Regions from separate parts of the Mus musculus genome. Here region 2 is linked to region 1. A link is a contact called in public promoter capture Hi-C data. All regions are on one chromosome and are shown on one strand. Each heading gives the region's core, a stretch centred on a gene start, on an enhancer-like site or on the middle of the called end of the contact. The rest is flanking DNA. Distances are from core to core; before and after follow the strand shown.

The links. Capture Hi-C pulls out chosen DNA fragments and counts their contacts.
Region 2: a promoter capture Hi-C map of pancreatic islet shows a contact between it and region 1. The contact joins two enhancer-like sites. A contact is called at or near these places in 2 of 39 promoter capture datasets (cranial neural crest and maxillary cranial neural crest), 4 of 484 Hi-C or Micro-C datasets (3T3-L1-derived adipocytes, the HPC-7 cell line, liver and 1 more), 1 of 115 datasets of contacts at active chromatin or transcription factors (embryonic stem cells) and 3 of 9 other capture datasets (adipose tissue, liver and pancreatic islet).

Annotation. Positions count from the first base shown.
Region 1 is chr4:106,954,316-106,957,895 of GRCm38.p6, forward strand. All of the region lies in intron 4 of Ssbp3 (single-stranded DNA binding protein 3), which reads left to right. Among named protein-coding and RNA genes, the nearest start is that of Ssbp3, 45 kb to the left of the region's middle. Within about 2 kb of position 1,681, at least 86 of the 459 cell types and tissues checked have an H3K27ac peak or open chromatin away from gene starts, as enhancers often do. A contact at or near this core is called in pancreatic islet, where this site is marked.
Region 2 is chr4:107,034,029-107,037,608 of GRCm38.p6, forward strand. It overlaps Ssbp3 (single-stranded DNA binding protein 3), which reads left to right. Exons shown (of 18, transcript NM_023672.2): 10 at 2,908-2,972; 11 at 3,574-3,580. Among named protein-coding and RNA genes, the nearest start is that of Gm12786, 8.6 kb to the left of the region's middle. Within about 2 kb of position 1,838, at least 16 of the 459 cell types and tissues checked have an H3K27ac peak or open chromatin away from gene starts, as enhancers often do. A contact at or near this core is called in pancreatic islet, where this site is marked.

The DNA.
Region 1 (3,580 bases), core at 431-2,930:
GTCTTTAGAGGTTAGACTGGACAAACCCTTCATTCACCAGCAGGAAAAACGGAGGCCTAGGGAATGGGGGCAGACCTTTCTCCCCTTTCCTGTCTCAGGGTTAGTAACCAGGCTTCTTGTGCCAGAGCTCTCTCTGCCTTAGAGAGAGACCATAGTTTCTGAGAAGTGGTCTGCATAGAAGCTCTGAAACTGCCATTACTTTGCCTGGGCCAGATGGGCACCCTTGAGCTCAAGGCCTCTGTATCCAGATGCTAAGGGTCCAACAGCAAGGCAGATATGGAACCAGATGTCAGAGTCTGCCCAGTAAGAAGCTCCCTAAGGGTAGACAGGTGATGAGTCTTCATTCTTGTGTTTACAGTACCTGACATACAGTAAGTGCTCATTGAGGACTTGTTCAGTGAGCAGAAGGATTTGGATAATAAGACCTAACAATGAATGAGCTTGGTGGTAACCCACCCATCTGGTGGGTTAAAATGAAACAAAACAAAACAAAAAAAACCAACTCTTTTTTTTTCTTTCTTTTATATCTCAAAGGCATTCTTAGAGCTCCTCCCTAAAGACCGACCATCCCCATTCCCGGATGGCATACTCTCTGTTTTGCCTTGAGGGGAGTCCTTCCTTGAAAGCTGCCTCTTGGTGTCCGACAGCCAACTTGCTGAGTTCACGCCTGAGATTCCTGCTAATACGCTCCCTTCCTATCCCGGGGGGGGGGGGGGATATCCTTCCTTCTCCTTTCCCCTCACCCCATTGCCTCATTTTAAGTTCCCTCTGAATTTGATGGAATGATCTGCAGGGCAGGGCTGGGTGATGGTGGACCTTCTCTAATCTACCATCCCTTGTCCAGTGCTGTGCCTGCAAGGTGCTCATTAGCATCTTAATTCACTGGACTGGATTTTGTCCCAGGTATCCATCTGTATGGGACCCAGAGGCCGACTGAGGGTTGCTTAGCATCCTGGCCCCGAACCTTTCCTCAAGAGAGAAGTGAACTTGCTGAAGCAGAGCCCATCCCCATGGTTAAGTCAAGTCCCTTGCTTTCTGAGTGAGGTGTAGATGTGCACCCGCACAGCGCTCTCACCGTCAGCACAGTGTGCCAGGTGCACCGAGCAGACTTGGGCAGGTCTCTCTCAGATTCAAACTCAAACTGTGGTCCTGGGTTGCCAGCCACTTTCCTTGATCCCTTGATCTTTCTCCTTCCTAGGGACCATTTGGTCCACTGGCTCAGCCACAGGCCTGACTGCATCCTTGGAGCGATAGAGTGAGGCTATGGGACCTCTTCTCCCTTCATCCGTTTATGAACTTCCTCCCTTCACATAGAAGGGGCTGAGGAAAGTCCTTGTACAGTTGGTTGGTTGGAGGCTTATGAACGAGTTGTGAATGTGGGGAGAGGAGGGCTGCCCTGCCGTGGAGGAGGGAGGGCTGCCCAGCTGTGGAGGAGGGTGCGGCTGGGTGCTGGGCTTGGGAGGATGCTGAAGATGACTTGCAGGAGTCGGGGAGTGCAGGAGGAGAGGCATGCGGCTATGGCAATACCACAGCACGGCCTATGCCCAGGCTCTGCCTGTGGAGTGGGAGCGCCTGCAAGGAGACTGGGGGCTTGTTTGGCAGCCGGCGCCTATCAGACAACTGGAAAGTGCCAGTGCTTGCGGGCCATCTGTCCCCTGCGCCTAACTCCCAGCCACCTTCTGCTTACCACAGAAGGGCCCGGCAGTTCCACAGCACAAGGGCGAGGTGCCTGCTGGGAGGGGCAGACAGCTTTCCATTTTGCTTTTGTTTAGTACCATCCTCCTTGTAGCTCCTGGTGCTTTGGTGTTGCCAGGTGTGTGGAAAGTTTGCAGGCTGCTGTCAGCCAGCCTTTTGGTGGAGAGCTGGTGGGAGAAAAAGGTGGGTGTGTAAGTGGCCTGTTCACTCTCACTACTTGTTTGCCCAACTGTGGACTCTGGTCCTTGCCTGGCTGCCTGCCGTTTTCCCATTCTCTGCTTTAATTGTAGGAGTATAGCCAAAGCAGGCCAACACTTGGGATTTGGGTTGTGCTGTGCACCACCCCTCTTCCAGCTACTAAACGGGTTAAAAATTATGGGGAAGTTCAGTCGACACTTGCAAGATATGGTTGCCGTAGCAACAGGCCTTCTAATCTGGTAGGTGACCCGAGAGACTGGAGAAGATGTAGGGGTTGGTTTGGCATTTCATCATTTCATGAGGCTGCCTCTCCAGCTGGTTTCTTTGCTGAGCTAAAGCTTGCTGTTCCTGCCGCCAGAATTGCTGGCACATTCCAAAACAACAGTTCGGATGGCGTGAGCAGTGTTCATGGGGGTTGGCCAGACTCTGTGGAAGAGAAGGAGCTCAGGGGAGGAGAGTCTTTGTGTGGGACAGCCCTCCATACAAAGAGATGGCCTGGGTAGTGGGCGTGTCTGGCTCACTCTCCTTATCCATTAGCCCCTTGGAACAGCATGTCTATCTAGTAAATGGATTTGTTTTTTAACGTGTGTTTATGTCTGTGCTGGTATGTATACATGTGTGTACATGTATGGAGACCAGGGGACAGCCTTGAGTTGTCATCTTCAGACCTGTTCATTCCTTACTTGAGTCAGGGTCTCTCATTGGCCCATTTGGCTCACCAGGTCATCCCTTGGGGGCTCATCAGTTAGGGTAAGCTGGCTGGCCAGCAGTCCTCAGGGACTCCTGTCTCTGCCTCTCTAGCATTGGGATCACATGTGAACATCACCAGGCCAACACTTTCAGGTGAATTCTGAGGCTCACATGTGGGTGCTAATGTTTACCGACTGAGATATCTCCCCAGATCCTGAATCCCATTTGATGTTCTGTTTTGTAATTGCCTTGAGAGGGACTAGTTCTTTAAGGAAACTTGAAAGGTCTTCCTCTAGTTTGCCAAGAATCTTCCTTAAATTTGGGGGCTTCTTTGAGATGGAGGACCCAGTTGTCATGTTTGTGTTCTGGCCTCATCTTCTCGTGTCACCTCTAGATGGGTTTTGTCCAGACATTTGGTTCACTTGGGCCTATGAGGTTTCTCATGTCTGCCAGGTACCAGACATAGTCCAGCAGTGCCGGGTAGTGCCTGGGTTCTACCATTCTCTTGCAGTCGTTGTCTGTAGCATATTGCAGGCACGGCAGAGAGGAAGCAGTCCTGGCCTGAGCCTCCCAGTTCATGATGAGGGACTTAAGGAAGAAGGGCAGGTGGAGAGAGCGGCACACCCTGCTCCACCTCGTGCTTTAGGACTGTGTCAGGGGAGCCATTCATGGGGCCCAGTGTGTCTCACGTTGTGTGGAGTGAGTGGGTGTTGTGCTCTGTGGTGGGGACATCTTATTCAGGTTACATGGGTCTTGAGTGTTTTCATTGTTAATCATCCTCTGGTCTGCAGAGGGGAAAAGGCAGAGGAGTTACCTGTGCTGATTATCTTGGAGCTGCTAAGATGGTAGCTCTTAAATTTTGCAGCTCTCTCTCTCTCTCTCTCTCTCTCTCTCTCTCTCTCTCTCTCTCTCTCTCTCCTCCCCCCCCTCCCTCCCTCCCTCCTTCCTTCCTTCCTTCCTTCCCCTCCTCCTCCTCCTTCTTCTTCTTCCTCCTCCT
Region 2 (3,580 bases), core at 588-3,087, 80 kb after region 1:
GGAGAGCCAGCCTCTCAGGAAGCCTAATTGAACACCGCTGTATGAGTCCTGTTATACTGTGAGACCAGACATAGGGGGATGACGTCACTTGTATGATTTCTTGGTGAGGTATCAGAATGTATTTGACCACTGATCACTCTAGAACTTTCTGGAAGGGGTTGGGAAACAGCTATAGTGTAGTCTGAGAGCTATTTTATAGGTAGGCTGCCACTCTAGTTTTGACCCTGTATCCTGTTTCAGTCCAAAGGCGTGAACAGTCAGTTACCCCCTGTCATTTTCCTCTAGGGCCTGCGATGGTTTTAGTGTGCAGTGGGAAAGAGGCAGTACTTCATGGGAGTCTGCATGAGGCCCTGAGGGCCCTTCCTGTTGTCCACATTCTGCAGAAGGAATTCAGTCAAAACTAAATCTTGGTCATATTGGGTAAAGCACGTTGAAGACTCCTGGAGGCCAGTGGGCACCAACCAACCCAGGGTTACAGCCTTAGCAATTCTGGCCGTGCTAGAATCACACCACCATCTTGGTTGGTCTATATTTTCACAAGTTCAGGTAGAGGATATTCTTGATTCTCCAGGGACAGTCCCCCAAAGACCCAAGGCTGGTGCAAGCTCGGAACTCTGGAAGGACCATTAGTCCTGTGCAGAGCATCCTGGGCTAAGTGAGGGAGTGAGGCAGGCACTGGGGACCCTCTTGTCAGGCCTCCTACTGCCCAGGAGACTGCGTTATAACTTCAAGTTTCTCTACAGGTGAGTCTAGTGACAGATGGCTCTGTTTGAAGGTAAAGCTAAAACAGGGCAGGTGACAGGAAGCATGAGGAAGAGTCCACTTTGCTGTAGATACCAGTCATGACCCCCTAGTCCAACCCAGCTGTGGAGTAGGCACCTCTGTTCTCCAGGAGTGAGAAAGGGGCCCGTGCTCATAAGGGGGAGGGACAGCTCCCGTTCAGTCCCCAGTCACCTCCAGCGGATCCAGAACCTGGGTACTGATCTTCCATCCCCATATCAGAAGCTGTTGCTTCTGACTGAAAAATCTTAGACCCCAAACCTGGTTTCAGCTAAGCTCCCATTCCTGTCTTGCTTAACTAAGTGGCTGTGGGCACATATCTGGCTTTTCTGGGCCTCCAAGTTGTCTTCTGTGAAGTGGGAGGTGTGTGGAGTAGCCCTTCTGACTTTACATCTATAGGAGGGAGACTTACTATGGCTCTATGCAGGATACCCCCTTGTTAGCAAGCAGGATAGGGTTGGAATCCTGTCTGTGTCTCCCTTCAGGCAGCATGCTGCAAATCTGGCCTTCTTTTGACCAACACTTTGTGTGGTAGCAGCATCCTGACTCCTTTAGCCCTGGAGTATGACACTTGCCTCCTCCAGTGAGAAGGGCATTTAGATCTTTCTCATACACCAGTTCTCATGGGCCATAATGAACTGGCTTACTGTGAGGGGCAGAATCAAGTAGAAGCATTCTGGGTCTGCTGCTGTCATCAAGTAACTGTAAACCCACCTCAGAACCAACACTTTGCAATCAGCATGGGTCTCTCTAAGGCCGAAGGCAAATAGGCTCTGTGTCCCTGTGTTATAGACTAAACAGGGTTGTGAACCTGCAGGCACAACCTGGCAACAGGGCCTTGTCCCAGGTTAGCACCTAACTATTCCTTTCCTTCTGTGCCTCATTTTGTAATCTCTAAGGGAGTTGCTATGACTATTAAACATCTGTGTACACATAAAACATGTGACACAGCTTTATCCTCCATAGTAAGAATTGTCGTTTGTGTAGCCGGAGTCAACACCAAGTGGCCAAGCTGAGGTGAGCTGTCTTGTGACCTCTGTTTACCATCCAGGTTGTCTAATCAGAACAGGCCCAGGGAGTGAGGCGCTGTGTGAGCTGGCTGTAGCCAGTCCTAGTCCTCCCTGTAGGCCTCACTCCTTGCCAGCCAGCTGATGTCATTGCCTATATTCTGTCCAGGTAGTCTTGTAGACACGAGGCCTCCATGAGTGGCCTAGCAGAAGAGGGCTCCCTCAGTGGTGAGGTTGAGGAGACAGTTCTTTGTGACATCACCTGTTTTAGCCCAGTGTTACCTCTGTGCTGGTCTGACCCAACACTGCCCCTGGTTTTCACCTTCTTCCTGCCAGAGGTTTGGGAAAGATCCAGCGTGTGTGAGTGAGACTCTGGTCTCCCACCCGTTAGCTGATCTGGCCAACTGCTCCCTCTCAGACCTGCAGTCCCGCCTTTTGTAAAGTGGGACCAGCTTCAGAAGGTTGTTACAGGGACAGAGCAGGCGAAGTCTAAGGTCACTGTGTGCCCAGCAAGATGTGTCTCACATTGGAGCCTCTCACCAACCTGCTGCTCTCAGATGCCCACAGGGCCAGTGCCCAAACAGTTGTCGCGCTTTGTTCTCCTCTGCCAGTCACTGAGCACCCTGGGTTGTAGAGTTGGGGGTGTAGCCACAGAGACACTGTCCTGCCATATTTACCCTCAGAGTACAGCAGTGGGGGAGGAATGGCCCTGTGACTATAGGGGAGGCTATTGAGCATTCTCAGCCAGAGGCAAGGTGGGTGGTTCCCTCTGTTGCCTTCTCCCTCAGTCTGATGTGACTCTGATCACCAGTCAGCATTGGGCTTGGTAGCAGAGTCAGTCTGCCTAACTGCTGAGGCCTGTGGGACGGGAATGATGGCAGCTTGCTGATCAGACAGGGTTTAGGGAGAATCATCGTGAAGCCCCCGCCAACGCATTGACTGTTGTGACTGTCCCTCTGTGCTGGCTTGTCATTGTGGTCCTGTCTGTTCTGAAAGTACGTGTGATTTTTTTCTCATCAGGCTGTCGTCACAGACTAACCCTCTCACTTATATTCTGTGTTTGTCTCCCTCCCGGTTCCCCTTCTCCCCCTCATAGACTGACCCTTGGTTATCGTTGCAGAATTACGGCAGCGGCATGAGACCACCACCCAACTCCCTCGGCCCCGCCATGCCTGGGATTAACATGTAAGGCAAATAGCCCCGGCCGGTGCCTCAGAGCCCATGGCCTCCCCACCCACTGTTGGACCCCAGAAGACAATCTTACCCCTCACTGGTGCCCCTCTGGACCTCTGTTTCCTCACCCTTAGGGTGAGAGCTGTGTCTTACACTGGATTGTGTGCTTGGCACAGTTAGCCACCTTGTGGTCACCAGGCTACTCCTACAAGGTGTGGTTACTCCCTGCCTGTGATGAGGTCACTGAGGCCAGAGAGGTAGAGTGACTTCCTTAGGCTTGCACAGCTTCAATGGCTGATTCAAGATTTAATCCTTATGCAAATAAGCCCTGATATTTAGTGCTTATAAGAATCAGTGGTCTATCTTCCTAGGAAAAAAAACAGCAGAAATACTTATATATATATATATAATTTTGTAAATACATATTTTACAAATTTTTTCATATAATTTGAAGGAGTTCCTAAGTCTCCTTCCGTGGAACTACCCATTGCTACCCCAGAGTCAGATGGCATCTAGGACTTCCTGTACTGATGGCAGCCTGCTCCTGCTCCCACTGGCTCCACGCCATAGAGTGTAGCCCCACTTTGATTGTCACCATCTCTCCTTCTCTTAGGGGCCCA